Regions from separate parts of the Mus musculus genome. Here regions 2, 3 and 4 are each linked to region 1. The links are chromatin contacts, called in public HiChIP or PLAC-seq maps. All regions are on one chromosome and are shown on one strand. The core of a region is the stretch at or near the end of the contact, and the rest is flanking DNA. Distances in the headings are between cores, read along the strand shown. Region 1 holds the start of Kcnmb4 (potassium large conductance calcium-activated channel, subfamily M, beta member 4). Region 2 overlaps Rab3ip (RAB3A interacting protein). Region 3 has its middle 27 kb from the start of 4930579P08Rik. Region 4 overlaps Myrfl (myelin regulatory factor-like).

What was found. HiChIP or PLAC-seq counts read pairs in DNA pulled down with a chosen protein or histone mark.
Region 2: a contact with region 1 is called in an H3K27ac HiChIP or PLAC-seq map of regulatory T cells, with 4 times the contacts expected there. The contact joins the enhancer-like site here to the promoter of Kcnmb4 in region 1. A contact is called at or near these places in 3 of 39 promoter capture datasets (the 3T3-L1 cell line, 3T3-L1-derived adipocytes and liver), 2 of 484 Hi-C or Micro-C datasets (Th1 cells and embryonic stem cells), 15 of 115 datasets of contacts at active chromatin or transcription factors (T-cell acute lymphoblastic leukemia, Th17 cells, bone marrow-derived macrophages and 11 more) and 3 of 9 other capture datasets (adipose tissue, embryonic stem cells and liver).
Region 3: an H3K4me3 HiChIP or PLAC-seq map of craniofacial prominence shows a contact between it and region 1, with 4 times the contacts expected there. The contact joins the enhancer-like site here to the promoter of Kcnmb4 in region 1. A contact is called at or near these places in 3 of 39 promoter capture datasets (the C10 cell line, embryonic stem cells and pre-B cells), 1 of 15 datasets of contacts at CTCF or cohesin (the NIH/3T3 cell line), 1 of 484 Hi-C or Micro-C datasets (centroblasts), 12 of 115 datasets of contacts at active chromatin or transcription factors (CD8 T cells, craniofacial prominence, embryonic forebrain and 5 more) and 2 of 9 other capture datasets (liver and pancreatic islet).
Region 4: an H3K4me3 HiChIP or PLAC-seq map of embryonic limb bud shows a contact between it and region 1, with 4 times the contacts expected there. The contact joins the enhancer-like site here to the promoter of Kcnmb4 in region 1. A contact is called at or near these places in 9 of 39 promoter capture datasets (embryonic stem cells, frontonasal cranial neural crest, hippocampal neurons and 4 more), 1 of 15 datasets of contacts at CTCF or cohesin (pro-B cells), 1 of 484 Hi-C or Micro-C datasets (cerebellum), 13 of 115 datasets of contacts at active chromatin or transcription factors (bone marrow-derived macrophages, craniofacial prominence, embryonic basal ganglia and 10 more) and 3 of 9 other capture datasets (adipose tissue, embryonic stem cells and liver).

What each region holds. Positions count from the first base shown.
Region 1 is chr10:116,471,977-116,475,285 of GRCm38.p6, reverse strand. Kcnmb4 (potassium large conductance calcium-activated channel, subfamily M, beta member 4) reads left to right here and starts at 1,763. Exons shown (of 3, transcript NM_021452.1): 1 at 1,763-2,100. The coding sequence starts at 1,765. Kcnmb4os2 (potassium large conductance calcium-activated channel, subfamily M, beta member 4, opposite strand 2) reads right to left here and starts at 2,123. Exons shown (of 3, transcript NR_130644.1): 1 at 899-2,123; 2 at 653-801; 3 at 299-520.
Region 2 is chr10:116,917,511-116,921,098 of GRCm38.p6, reverse strand. Rab3ip (RAB3A interacting protein) reads left to right here. Exons shown (of 11, transcript NM_001359645.1): 5 at 1,448-1,525; 6 at 2,134-2,337. All of the region lies in intron 3 of Gm51782 (a long non-coding RNA gene), which reads right to left. Among named protein-coding and RNA genes, the nearest start is that of Gm51782, 5.1 kb to the right of the region's middle. Within about 2 kb of position 1,553, at least 53 of the 459 cell types and tissues checked have an H3K27ac peak or open chromatin away from gene starts, as enhancers often do. A contact at or near this core is called in Th1 cells, Th17 cells, regulatory T cells and 1 more, where this site is marked.
Region 3 is chr10:116,754,731-116,757,828 of GRCm38.p6, reverse strand. No RefSeq gene overlaps it. Among named protein-coding and RNA genes, the nearest start is that of 4930579P08Rik, 27 kb to the right of the region's middle. Within about 2 kb of position 1,553, at least 19 of the 459 cell types and tissues checked have an H3K27ac peak or open chromatin away from gene starts, as enhancers often do. A contact at or near this core is called in craniofacial prominence, where this site is marked.
Region 4 is chr10:116,826,496-116,829,877 of GRCm38.p6, reverse strand. Myrfl (myelin regulatory factor-like) reads left to right here. Exons shown (of 25, transcript NM_001033333.3): 10 at 831-921. Among named protein-coding and RNA genes, the nearest start is that of Myrfl, 69 kb to the left of the region's middle. Within about 2 kb of position 1,252, at least 45 of the 459 cell types and tissues checked have an H3K27ac peak or open chromatin away from gene starts, as enhancers often do. A contact at or near this core is called in embryonic limb bud, where this site is marked.

The DNA.
Region 1 (3,309 bases), core at 514-3,013:
CCTTAGCGGCCCTGTTCCGTGTTTATTCACCCACCCCTCGTCCCCATCTCCAATCCCAGAAGAGGTTGCTTTTTTGAAATGAGGATTGGCATCTGGAATCTGTCGAAGGAAAACACTCAGCGAAGATTTGCGATTTCAGGTTAAGACGCTTCAGCTTTGGAGCTCTCTTCTTTATAGCCAGCGTGTGCCTAACAAATGCCTTGACGCCAACAGGGGGGGAAATCTCAGGCAGAAACAAACAAACAAACAAACAAAAAATACAGTGTCTGCTCTCAAACGGAGACGACACTGAGACATCTTTGTGATTTTAAAGTTTTTCCAAGTCCTGCAGCCTTTTTATTCATTAAGAAAAACAGACACTAAAGGTCTCCTTTACCATTGTTTGGAAATACCCATCAGCATAACATGCCAGAACTCTGTCAGTGCCAGCCAAAGGGTTTGAAGTCTGGTAGAGTGGGCTTAACATTTCCATGACTTGGCAACTGTTATTCATCAGGAGCCTGAGTTCATTCATCTAGGACTTGAAAGACAAGAAAAGGAGGGTTAAAACAACAACAACAACTTTATTCTTCCAAACGCAGCTCTAAACAGTTCTCAAGTTTGGTTTTATGATCTTTAAAAAAATGTAGGTAAAAAGCAAATTTAAACTTACAAAGGAAAAGTCAGGAGAATAGAGGCTGAATAAAGGTGTACATCGATAGGGTGGAGTTCCAAAGTGTCTGCAAGCCGCGGTCGCCTTGCACAGAGCTCCAGAAAAAGCTCACCTGCAAATCTCAGGGCCAGCTAAGGGTGGCAATATTCCTAAAGAGGCCAACAGAGTCTGCTCTCACCAGCCCGAGGCCAGGCTTTGCCACCTGTTTGCGTCCACCCCCTAGGGGTCGTTCCCGCTGTCTGGCACCTATTTTTCCAGGAAAGTCCACCGACGCTCAAGGCTCCAATCGTGTTAGCCTGCACGGTCCCGGTGGCGGCGTGGGATCCGCGGGGACCTCCGGCTCCCGGCCGCTCGCCTGTGGGCATCCCCCCGCGTCCGCGCCGGTGCCCTCTGTCGCTCGCCGCCACCGGAGCTCCCTTTGCCGGTGCGCCTGCTGCCCCGCAGCTCCCCGGATCGGAGTTTGAAGATTCCCGCTTCGCACGCTCACGCCATCCTCCCCCACTTAAAAAAATTTTTTTTTTCTCTCTTTTAACTTTCTCCCCAGCCACGCTCCCTCGGTGCTAAGCGTTCGCCTCGACCGTCTCCGCCATCTCTCCAGGTTGCATCTGGCGAGGATTCCGAGAGCAGCTCGCGGCGGCCCGGGTGCTCGCCCACGGGAGCTGCGGGGCGCGGCGCGGGGCGGGGCGGGGCGGCGGCGCCCAGGGCGGGGAGGAGCAGCCTCGCTCAACGCGGAGCCAGGGCTCAGCAGCCCAGTCGCTCCCAGCGTCGGGGCGCCGGGCGCTCGGCCGCGGCGATGGCAGGCGGGCGGCGCGCGCGGGGAGGCGGGCGCGGGGCGCGGAGCGCGCGGGGGCGGGGGCGGGCTCGGGGAGCCCCGGGGTGCCGGACGCTGTGAGGCGGCGGTGGCACCCGGGAGCCCGGCCTCGGGCAGCGCCGTCGCCGCCGCCGGGGGCGTCGCCGGCCTCGGCCCCTTTGTTCTCGCGCGCGCCCCCTCGCCGCCCACTCCCCTGCTGTCGCGCGGCGGCGGCGGCGGCTCCTCCCGCCCGAGGCGGTTGAGCTCGGCGCCGGGGGCGGGAGGGGGCGGGGAGCGCGCCAGCCGTGGAGAGTGGGGGGCGATGGCGAAGCTCAGGGTGTCTTACGAGTACACGGAAGCCGAAGACAAGAGCATCCGGCTCGGCTTGTTCCTCATCGTCTCCGGCATCCTGTCGCTCTTCATCTTCGGCTTCTGCTGGCTCAGTCCCGCCTTGCAGGATCTGCAAGCCACGGCGGCCAACTGCACCGTGCTGTCGGTGCAGCAGATCGGCGAGGTGTTCGAGTGCACCTTCACCTGTGGCACCGACTGCAGGGGCACCTCGCAGTATCCCTGCGTCCAGGTGTACGTGAACAACTCCGAGTCCAACTCCAGGGCGCTGCTACACAGCGACCAGCACCAGCTCCTGACCAACCCCAAGGTAAGCGCGCGGGAGCTCCCGCCTAACAGTGCAGGTTCGGGGCCAACGTCCCGGTTAGACCCCAGGGGAAGAATCGAGTGCACTGTCCTCGCTCGGAGTTGATGCGAGGGAGGCATGAGGTGCATGCACGCATCCCTGGAGCCCAGGGCTCCAGACCTCGGGGTGTGTTTGCCTACTGGGCGGTGGTACGCGAGCCTCTCTGCAAACAGATCTTTTCTGTTCTTAGATTTTTTTGAGCTCCGGACCACCCCAGGTCCAGCGCCTGCGGGAAGGGGTTGCCTAAACTCAAGGAGCAAAGAAAGTTAACTTTTCCTTCCAATGTAGCCATGGGATAGCCCAGGACCCAGGTACTCCAGTATATGGCCTGAGCTTCTATGGGGCTCAAGAACTCCCTTCTTTGAGAGGTTAAAGGGGTCTCTTCGCTTCTGGAAAGTATCTTAAGTGACTTTTGAATTTTAGTTCTAAACTGAAGTTTTTAACTTGAGGTCTACAGATAGACTTGGGATGGTGAGGGTGGGGTCAACAGCCATCAGGAGGAATCCAAGAAGAGATTCTGATGAGGTCGGGTTGGTTTGCTTGGTGCTGGTGGTGGAGGCTGAAGGGTCCTAACCACTCTGAGTGTTTGGGCACAATGAGAAGCTGTAACTAAGGAGTAAGTAGGAGAACAACTTACCGAAAATAGAAAGCCCTTGATGACATATACCAAGCAGCGGTTTCCTGACAACTTCTTTTGTTGTTACAGGGGAGGAAAAAAAAAAAAAAAGAGGGAAAAAAATAGATAAAACCTGGTTAGGACTTTCTAGCCTCTGGAGAGCAGAGAGGGAGACTCAGAAAACTTCCCCGGGGTAGGAAAGCACTTATAAAAAGCTGTGTCCCCAGTCCGTGAACTAATTGAGCCTTGCAGTGTGCCTGCTTCTGCAGGAGGGTTCTTTGATGCCTGTGTTCCTTTCTGCTGCCAGCTGAAGGTGTGTATATATATTCAAGTTACTGAGTCCTTGTACTTCCTGGGGGCTGTGCTGGAAGACAAGCAGAAATCATTCCAAAGAAAATGAGTCCTGTGCGTGCAGGAACATGTTCTCTTAAATGTGACCAGATAGATTAATCGGAATTCATTATTTTAAACAAGATCACTACCGCTGTGCAGAGAAACTCGGGCGTAACTCACTTATTTGGAAAGTTAGAAGAAACTAGTCTTTGAACATATGATGG
Region 2 (3,588 bases), core at 304-2,803, 450 kb before region 1:
TTCAGGCTAGCGCCCCCTTCTCTGGGGACATCAGCTGCTCCTGTGTATCATCAGGGTCCCTCTTGAAGCCGGAGAGGTCACCTCACTTCCCACCTCACCTTGGGGCTCATCCTGGCCTGGGTTCTGGTGTTCACCATTTCCTTAGCTCTTCCAGGCTTTCAAAGCTGGCTTAGAGGCGTCGGCTCTTCAGTTGTCTTAAGTCTGATCAGTCTTAAGACTGCGCAGCAGGTGACAAGGGCCCAGCCCCGCCCCGCCCTGTTCAGCAGGTACTTTGTCAGACATCAGTCTCTTCTGCATTCAGACTTAAACATCAGTTATCTTAGGAGAGATCCAAGCAGATAGCGTTCTTGTTTTGGAAACACCTGCCAAATAGCCTTCTTTGGACAGTTCCACCTTATCCCAGGAAAGTCCGTCCAGTCTGCAGCAACTGTTGTTTTCAGAAGGGCAGAGCTGAGCTCATTCTTCAGGGCTCTGCCGGGTGAGCAGTGCACGGTGACGGGAGTATTCCCGAGGTGCGTCCCATTCCATCCCAGCCATCGGTAGTGAGCATCGGGATACTTAATGTAGTCTGAGGTTCGTGCTCCCGACTCACACGAGCTGCTGCAGACCAACAGCTGTCACAGACCCGAGAGAGCTGTCAGACTGTGTGTTTAATAAGTATCTTTGAATCTCCTTTGGATATCTTACATTCCCAAATACTAAGTCTGAAGCCACATTTTGTTCCCAGTTTCTCTAATCTATACAGATTATTTCATACAAAAGCTTAATCTCTTAAAATATGAGATCATGTTATTCTCTTAAAGAAGAATTCATCTTTCACTTAGAGTGAAGTCTGGGTTATCACCCTGATTTCCATTGCTGTTGTTAGAGTGCACCCTGAGCTCTTTAGGAACCAAGCCTTTGCCTTGTTCCTCATTCGCTGTCAGAACCTGGAGCAGTATGTCATAAAGAGACGTCATTAATAACACTGTATGACTGAAAGGCAGGCCCGTGCCTGTAGTGTCATAACTGTGGCATTGGGAACTTAAGAGTAGAAGATTCCCTGCTCAGGCTACACTGTGCAGTCGTTTTCACCCGTGTCATTTTATCCATGTCTTAATGGAAACTGGAGCTCCTTGGGTGTCGTTTCTGCTGAGGTGTCCACCGTCTTGTCCCTGTCATGTATTGGCTTTGACCTGCAGCCGTCCTCCGACCCCTTTACTGGTTGTAGTCCTGACGTGGGTGTCCCTTGGATGGACTGGACCCCACCTCTGCTGCCACGGTGCTCAGCAGGTGCCGAGTGCCTGGCCTCAGCCCTACCTTCCCGTCCGTTTGATGGCAGCTGCTTCCCCCACTGTGGTTGTTGGGTTCTTAGTTAGTTTCAGGCCCTTTGCTGCCTCCTAGGCAGCTGCTGAAATGAGCGTTACAATGCTTTGCCTCCAGTTTTTGAGACTTTTGACTTTTTCAGGAAGCTCACAAGATGGTGAGGGAAGCGAACGTCAAGCAAGCCACTGCAGAGAAGCAGCTGAAGGAAGCCCAGGGGAAAGTGAGTCGGGGCCTTCGCAGTGGAGCGGGGAGACCGTGGGGAGAGCGGTCATGAGTGCCTAGCGCCCTTGGTGGCTGTCCTGACCCCTCGGAGAAGTGTGCTAATGTGGAAGCTGCAAATAGGCACTAACTATGTAACCTTGACTCGGGTGTGTAGTGTGTCACAGCCAGCTTGCTTATCACCATGGAAATCATGTAGAAGGATGTTGGAGTCATTTTTAAAAGTTAATATTTATTCTCTTAATTCACTAGGGGGGAAAAAGAGACCTAAGTAGATTTTATTATTTTAGGAGTGAACTAAAGGTAATCGTAAGCTGATACATTTTAATATTTTGAAAATTCATACTAATGTTAGTATCTTTGACCATTTAAAATTTACCTTTTGACATTATTGGTAGTTGAATCCAATCCATATGGAAACCCAAAAATCTTGGATTGCTTTCCCTTCATTACTTCATAGAAAAATAACAAATTAAACTTATTTTCTGTTCTTGAAATTCGCCAAGTTGCTAGCATTGGCCACATCTGTCACAGCGCATGCTGTGCGTGTGACGGCCACATCTGCCGTAGAGCATGCTGTGCGTGTGACGCTGCTGCTTTCTTTTCAAGATTGATGTACTTCAGGCTGAAGTGGCCGCTCTGAAGACACTCGTACTGTCCAGTTCTCCAACATCGCCTACGCAGGAGCCTCTGGCGGCTGCAAAGACCCCCTTTAAAAGGGGGCACACAAGGAACAAAAGTACAAGCAGCGCCATGGGTGGGAGCCACCAGGACTTGAGTGTGATCCAGCCAATCGTAAAAGACTGCAAAGAGGTAACTCCTGCAGAGAGGACTGTCCCCTCTGACCTGTCCCTCCTGTTGATCGCCATCACTGAGGTGGCCAGCAGACTTCTTTAGCACAGAATATCAGTGTTAGGATGGGGAGGCTGTTGCTAGGGCTGGCTGCTCTCAAGGACCCTCCCCATCCCACCCCCATCCCACTTGGCCTCAGAGCATCTGCAGCAGGAGTCTCTGCATTTCAAGTTTCCATCTAGGGAATAAAGTGGCATGCGTTGTGTAAAGGAAAGTGGGTGCCTAAGGGGGTCCCCCACTAGTCACGACGTTCTGTTAGTGCAGTGTTAAAGTACGAATAAGAAATGTGAAAATATGATGATTTTCCTAAAGATTACTAGTAGCTCTTTTTATTTGAAATCTGAGAGAAGCAAAATTTTCCATTGATAGAAAGTTCTAGAGTTGAGTCAGATAATTAAGAAAACAAACAGAACCCAGAAATAATTGAAGCCTTGCATTTTAGAAAGCACAAAGATAGCCTAGATGCTGTTTATCGAATTGTGTAAAGTAAGAGTTACGGCATTATTAAACACTGCTGGTTTTACCGTCATGTGTGGTGTAAAGTGTTTGTAGGGCATTGCCCAAGGCTTCCTGGAGCTTCAGGCACTGTGAGTTTTAAGCCAGTTCATACTGAAGCAAGCGGCTGTCTGCGCTTTTTACTTCTCATCCAGATCTGAATGCAGCAAAACCTAAAATTCATATTTGTTTTTGTTAAGTATCTAATATACTCCTTTAGTCACTGCTTTAATTCTGATTTCTCTAACTTTAAATAAGTGTGCTGTTTCTAAAAGGTTAGCTTCTATTGTCACTTTTGAGTTAGTAAGTGTAAAGCGTTTTCTCCCGTTGCTTGTAGGAAAGCTTTTTCAGGTGGTTTCTCAGTACTTCAGAAGCCTCTCTTGTGTTTTGAAATGTATGAAATAGGCAACATGTTCCTACTTGAGTATTCTAGCCACACTTTCTAGCCTGATACTGTGTGAAAATGTCAGCAAGTTTTATTATACAAACAAGAAATGTTGACTGAAATATGCCCTGGGACACTGTATAACACCCTGAATGGAAATGGAGAGTGTCTGTGTTTCTCTAGAAACTGCGGTGGGTCTCCCAGTCATAGAAGTGTTTTTCTGAAAGCTTTAATACTGGTGTGGATGTGCTCTTGGTACAAGGCTTTGGGATCTAAAAAGTTAGGCTTGAATTTGGACTTAACTGTGTGTCTTAGGGTTATCACTGCTGAGA
Region 3 (3,098 bases), core at 304-2,803, 280 kb before region 1:
AGAGCAGTGCCGGAGAGCTACCGAGACCGTAGGGAAAGGGGGAGGGGTGTTTAATCTACGTGTGCAAGTGGTCTACCATCTAGATTACACTACCAGGAAAGAAAAAGAGAGAAATGTAATGTAACATAGTATTTTGTGTTGCTGCCAATAGAAGATGCTGTCCTGGCTGGTTTTGTGTGTCAACTTGACACAAGCTGAAGTTATCACAGAGAAAGGAGCCTCCCTTGAGGAAATGCATCCATGAGATCCAGCTGTAAGGCATTTTCTCAATTAGTAATCAAGGCGGGAGGGCCCAGTGTGGGTGGTGCCATCCCTGGGCTGGTAGTCCTGTGTTCTATAAGAGAGCAAGCTGAGCAAGCCAGGGGAAGCAATCCAGTAAGTAACATCCCTCCATGGCCTCTGCATCAGCTCCTGCTCCCTGACCTGCTTGAGTTCCAGTCCTGACTTCCTTTGGTGATGAACAGCAGTGTGGAAGTGGAAGCTGAGTAAACCCTTTCCTCCCCAACTTGCTTCTTGGTCATGATGTTTGTGCAGGAATAGAAACCCTGACTAACACAGATGCCTTAAAATTAAGTAGATGGGAAATCTGTGTTGTCATACTTTCTTCATAATACTGACATGGCTGAAGAGGTGTGGCCAAAGGGAAGATTGTTTGTTTGGTTTTTTGTTTTTGTTTTTTAGCTGTTTCTTTGACTCCATGTTAATTATTCATTTGACAAATATTTAAATACAGATTTAATGTATTATATAATATAAGCTGTTGTTCAGTGAGCCCGTGTGTACTGAGTCTTTCTCAAGTTCTCCTTTCTAGTCTTTTCTTCTGTACCGGTCTTTACCTCATCACCAGAGTGCTAATGGTAGTCTGGCACAGATGGTTACTCCACACCTTGAACATTTTGGATGTTAGGGTTTTGTTATTTCTGTCATTCCCATTCTCCAAATATGCTTGCTTCCCTCTCACCTTCCTTCTGACCTTTTCCCTCCCCCTCCCTCCTTTTCTCCCTCACTCTTCTCTGCCTCTCTCCCTCCTTTCTTACAAGGCCCTCAATCCACACCTCTCTTACAAACTTTATCAGTTATGTCTTGGACCATAAAATGTCTTGCTGTCCTGGCCAGGACACCTAGCAGCACTGCTGTATCGGCTCTAATGACATACAAACATCTTTAGACAAAGATCTTGTCTCCAGGCCTTTTACTCTCTGACCACTCATCCCGCGGTAGCCAGCTGTCCCATCCTGCAAGTCTGTCCTTAGATCTAGCTTTGATTTCAAACATTTTGCTGTGCTGTTGCCTGCAAACATTATTCCTGCCTCTCTTCTACATCCAGGTCTTTGCCTGGCCCTGAAAATATGCTGCAATCCAGGCCTCCTGGATGGTCCCCATCTGTTGATTTCTGATCACTTATGACAAAATCAAGAGCCAGCAACTGATGCCTCCTGCCTGGAGTCTAGAAATAGCTGGCGCTCCGGGGAGGGGCGATACGGCTGCTCCAACAGCTTGCCTTGACTGCAAACAGTTTATGCTGCAGAATGACACAATCTAACCTTCCTGTTCCTTCTGAAAACCTTTGCTGTCCTCCCTTTTTCTTCCCCGAGGGCCAATCCAAGGCATTAACTGACGACAAACCCCCTCATTCGAATAAACGAACTCTGAAAGAATATTGTATCCAGATGTTCGTCTAAGATGTTCTCCCTTAGCAAACAGGAGAATAAAGCAATATGATTTAATAGAGTCAAGATGCCTATAAGCAGGGAGCACAAGGCACAAAGTCTTGTAGAGAATGGCCTGGGTCATGACTCCATTGATGCCACATAATAAATAGATGGCCTTGGGCAACTGCATAATTTCTCAGTGTTCTCTTCTGCAAAATGTGATTAATAATAAGCTGCCCAATCACCCTGAGCTGTGGTGATGACCAAGCTGGTACAGGGTTGCTCTGCCGCCCAGATAATTACTATTTCTATTACTGTCATTTGCAAGGGACCCCAGGTGTGAAATCTGATGTCTTCCTGCCAGTTTTACACAATACCAGTAAAGGTTGAAACTGGATGTCACTGGGAAACCCAAGTAGAATTCTTTATGAACAAACTTCATTTATCTTGCGGGTAAAGTAAGATCTGGATGTCTGAAGTCCTTTCTTTGTACTCTCGTGTTTGGAGCTGACACACTCTAATTAGCTCAGGTAACAATCATGTAATGTAACTACACTAATATAATGCTTATGACAGATACATTAAATAGAGCATAAAATGAAGTAGAAAGGCAAACAGGAGTATTGAATAGGGGAAATCCAAGCTTGGGGGGTGGTGGGTAGCCATTCTTTAGGCGCGTATGTAGGACCTACACTCATTGCACTCTGATCAGCACCTGGCTTCCATGTTTAACAGGATTCAGAATTTCTCAGACTCCTCGCCACAGTATGGACTGGGTGAGTTGTGTGTGTGTGTGAGTGTGTGTGTGTATGTGGGGGCCTTAGGTACTAATGACTTCACCTCCTTAAACTGGTTTAATTCCACAGAGCTGTCTGTGGGTAGTCATTGTGCTGACGATAGTAAAAAGTTTAATCTGCCTCATTGACTTTATTTATCTAGAAAATATTTGTTGAATCTTTCCTAAGTGCCCACTATCGCCTGCACAAAGGAAAGCCCACTTGATCCCGTATGCAAAAGCAAACTGATGGCACCTTAGAATCAACCAGAACAAAGGCACCGATTTAGGAGGCAATTGTATTCTCTATCAGCAGAGACGCCCAACCCCGGTACCCCGCCCCACAAACCACATCATGTAGACGTGAGCTCGGATATGTGAGCCGCTGGCTGTGACACATCTTTTGGAATCTGGGGGTAATGAGAACAGGCAGATGCTCACAAGTATCAGCTTAGAGGCCCGGAGTCTGTGGACCTGAATAGATGACACAAAACTCAGGAGGAACTGGGACAAACTAGAGATTATTAAGGACCTTCCCCCAGACTCTCAGCCCCAGGAACTCTTCTATCTGTTTTTATCCTTGATTCAGGTTTATTAATGACTACAACAGAACATTTGGCCATCCCAGTGAAAGTGGAACCATCTTAAAAGGAAAATGAAATAAGCCAGGA
Region 4 (3,382 bases), core at 3-2,502, 360 kb before region 1:
TGCCTACTGCTCATGGTGGTCAGAAGAGGATGTTGGCCTCCCTGGAACTGTAGTTATGGATGCTGGTAAACCACTGTGTAGATGCTGGGAACTGAATCTTGTTCTTCTATAAGAACAAGCGTTCTTAACTCACGAGCCATCACGTCTCCAGCCCTGGGAAGATAAACGAGGATAAATGTCGTGGGGGAGTTTCTGCCTTGACTTCCAAGAAACAACCATTAAGATTATCCATTAAACCAATAATAATAACCATAGCCTTAAGATTGTCTCACTGATAGTCCATGTGAGGAGATACTTAAGTACCTGCAGTGAGGTTTGCTTTGGGAGGGCTAGAGGGAGGTCCAAGTCTTTGGCTATCTATACTTAAGGCCTGAGGGCATTGAGAATGGAGGATACCTGGAGCAAGTAAGGATGAGATGGAACCAATATGATGGACATATTCTCTAAGTCTCCCTCCCTTAAGGCCCAGGACCTGTGGCTTATATGGTTGTGGACACAGGGACCCTGGTGGCTTTGTCCTGTGTTTGTAAAGAGCGCTTCAGCGATGCTCCAGGGTGAGGCCTGGGTGAGCCACATAGGTGGGCTGAGCTCAGTGCCTGAAGTTCTCCCCAGGGAGCAGGCACACAGAAACACCTGGGACAGTAGCAAGTCAGCCAATTGTCCTTCCAGTTCACCGAGGCATCTCTGAGATAGGAAGGGAAGGCAGTCTGTACGTAAGTGAACCCGTCTGGCTGAGCTCACTATTAATGAAATGCCAGATGCTACTTCGTTGCACAAATAGCATCTCTGTTCTTTGATATGCCCCCATCAGTCTGTTGTTTCCGAACTAGGTACTTCATGTTGGTGGTCGGATTGTACGCTGCTAACCAAGATCAGTTCTACCTGTTGGCTGCCCACATCTCTGAAAGGATCATCGTAAGGGTAAGCGCAACTCTCTGGTTTTCTGGACCACATATACTTTTCTCCCTTGCAGGAAGAAGTTGAACTGTCAGCGACATAGACATACTTGAGCTGTGTTATTTCCTAACCGTTGTCGGTAATGATAATAGCAGAAACTATTGTGTTAGTTTTTATACTGTGGTTCTCAACCAAGATCACAGTGAACAGAGATGATGGGCAATACACGGGGAACCAACCATTCCCACTGGAAGTATTCCCTCCCCAAATGCCATGGTGCTGAGGCATGCTGGGAAATCCTGATGTCGACTCTCTGTTGGGGGCACTGGTTAAACATCTACACATGGCACCACTTTATACTGACGATACATTTTTATTCTGTGAGTATTCTCCATGCCCAGAGGAAAGAGGTTTTTGAAACCAGCCCTTTCAGTATCACTCAGCTCATAAAGACGGAGTCTCCTATAGTCCAGCTCTCTATCTGATCTAGGCTCGCCAAGTGAAGAAAGTACCAGGAAGGTTTTCTGTGTTCCAACGTTATTGGTTACCCCAGGACATCTGGGCCACTGCCTTACCCAAGGGAATAGCTCAACTCATTTGCTGAGTGGTTACAGCTGTGGATGGTGTTGTGGCAGCTGTGGGGACATTAAGCTACTGGCAGCTGCAGCTGTGGCTATGAGGCCAGACTGGCTGCCACTGAGTGTTGGAGGAGACAATAGGCACCCGAGGCAGGGCAGCCTTGGTGAGACAGTACTGTCCCAGGCCTTGGAAAGCTACACAGGGAGGATGTGACCGTCCAGAAGGGAGCACCAGTCACTGTGGGCATGCCTACATTCACAGCTACCAATCCAAGGCCCTGGGGACACATCTGCCTCCTTTTGGAAAGTGGAGTTTCTTCCTGCCTGCTTTGAGCTGTTCTGAAACAAAGAACCCTCTGTAATTATGTTAGTCAGTTAAAAACATGATAAGCTACCTACTAGTGGAAGCCCTCCAGTTACTCCTAGAAATCTCACTGGAGGCAAAGCAATGACAGAAATGAAGTAAAATGCTTGTGTGAAAGCCAGCTGTTCACAAACGGGCTGTTTCTGACACAACCATGGGCCAAGAAGACTCCTTTGAGGCAAAACCAGGCAGCCAATCACAGAGGTATCTGTCTGGTCCTTCTTACAGGACCCTCATGGTCAAAGCCTGCTGGATGTCTCCTTTGGTATCATCTGAATTGCTTCTCTGTGCTAACAAATATGATCTGAATTCCAGTCCAGAAATTAGGTTGCTTATCATTTCTGGCTTCTCCCCAGAAGGCATGAAGACTGAAGTATCTGTCTTTCTACTTCGACATAGAATCGTGGCCATGGCAGTGCTGTCCTGAGCTGAGTGCTTAGGACTCGGGTCACACACTCCGTTAGTCACCTGCGTTCTTTGAATACTTTATGTGGCAACAGGGTTTTTCCCTTTCTCGGCTGGCAGCACCCTAAGCACTGTGCGTGTTCAGAGAGCAGCCAAGGGAGGAAGAGAACCTGGCTCGCTTAACCTCCTTTAACAGGAAGCTGCTGACCCACAAACCCTATGGACCCTCATCACAGCGCAAAGATGATTAACCCCCATGCTGAGCAGGGGCAGTGGCACGGTGGTGACATTCACATTCTGTCTGAGTGTGACACACTGAGTTTCGCTCAGCATAGATGAGGTGTTGTGTTATTTACCCAGTTTTTAAATTCTAAAAACATATTGTACCTTGGAGACAGTAGCTTTCTCCAAGCTATTATTTTTTGGCTAAAGAGAGCACTCTAGTGTAGCAGTAGAGTAGGATACACCAACGTGCCCTAAAAGTAATGCGAAGAACAGGAATGTAGACCCTCCTAACTCCAGATAGCTCACTGGTACTATTTCATTCTTGCTCCAAAACACAGGTGTGAAGGTAGAAACAGACTTCTCGGTCCATTTAATGGTTAACACTGTAACGCTGTGTGCATGTATGTATTTATGTATGTATAACATCTAATATGTAACATATAATATACAATATATACATAACACACAACAATAATATGTAACCTGTAACATATAACATATAATATACAACATATAATGTATAATATATAATAGAAAATATATAGCATACAATATATAACATAATTTACAATGCAACATATATTATATACATATATTTATATATACATAAATACATAAATATATAATATATGTATAATAATATATACATATATGTTATATATACAACTATATAATATATAAATATATAACTAGAGAGAGAGAAAGAGAGAGAGAAGAAATGTGAGGGATGACATCATTGCTTGATTCACGTAGTTTTAGAATTGCTCACCCCATCTTTGCTGTATCTCATACTCTAGAAGAACACGTGTGTGTAATCTATATGAGTCGAGACTACATTGCACCCACGAGTCAAGTGCGGCCTCTAAGGACGTGGCCTGGTTCTGCCAGTGTGAGCTCCAGAATAAAAGACAAG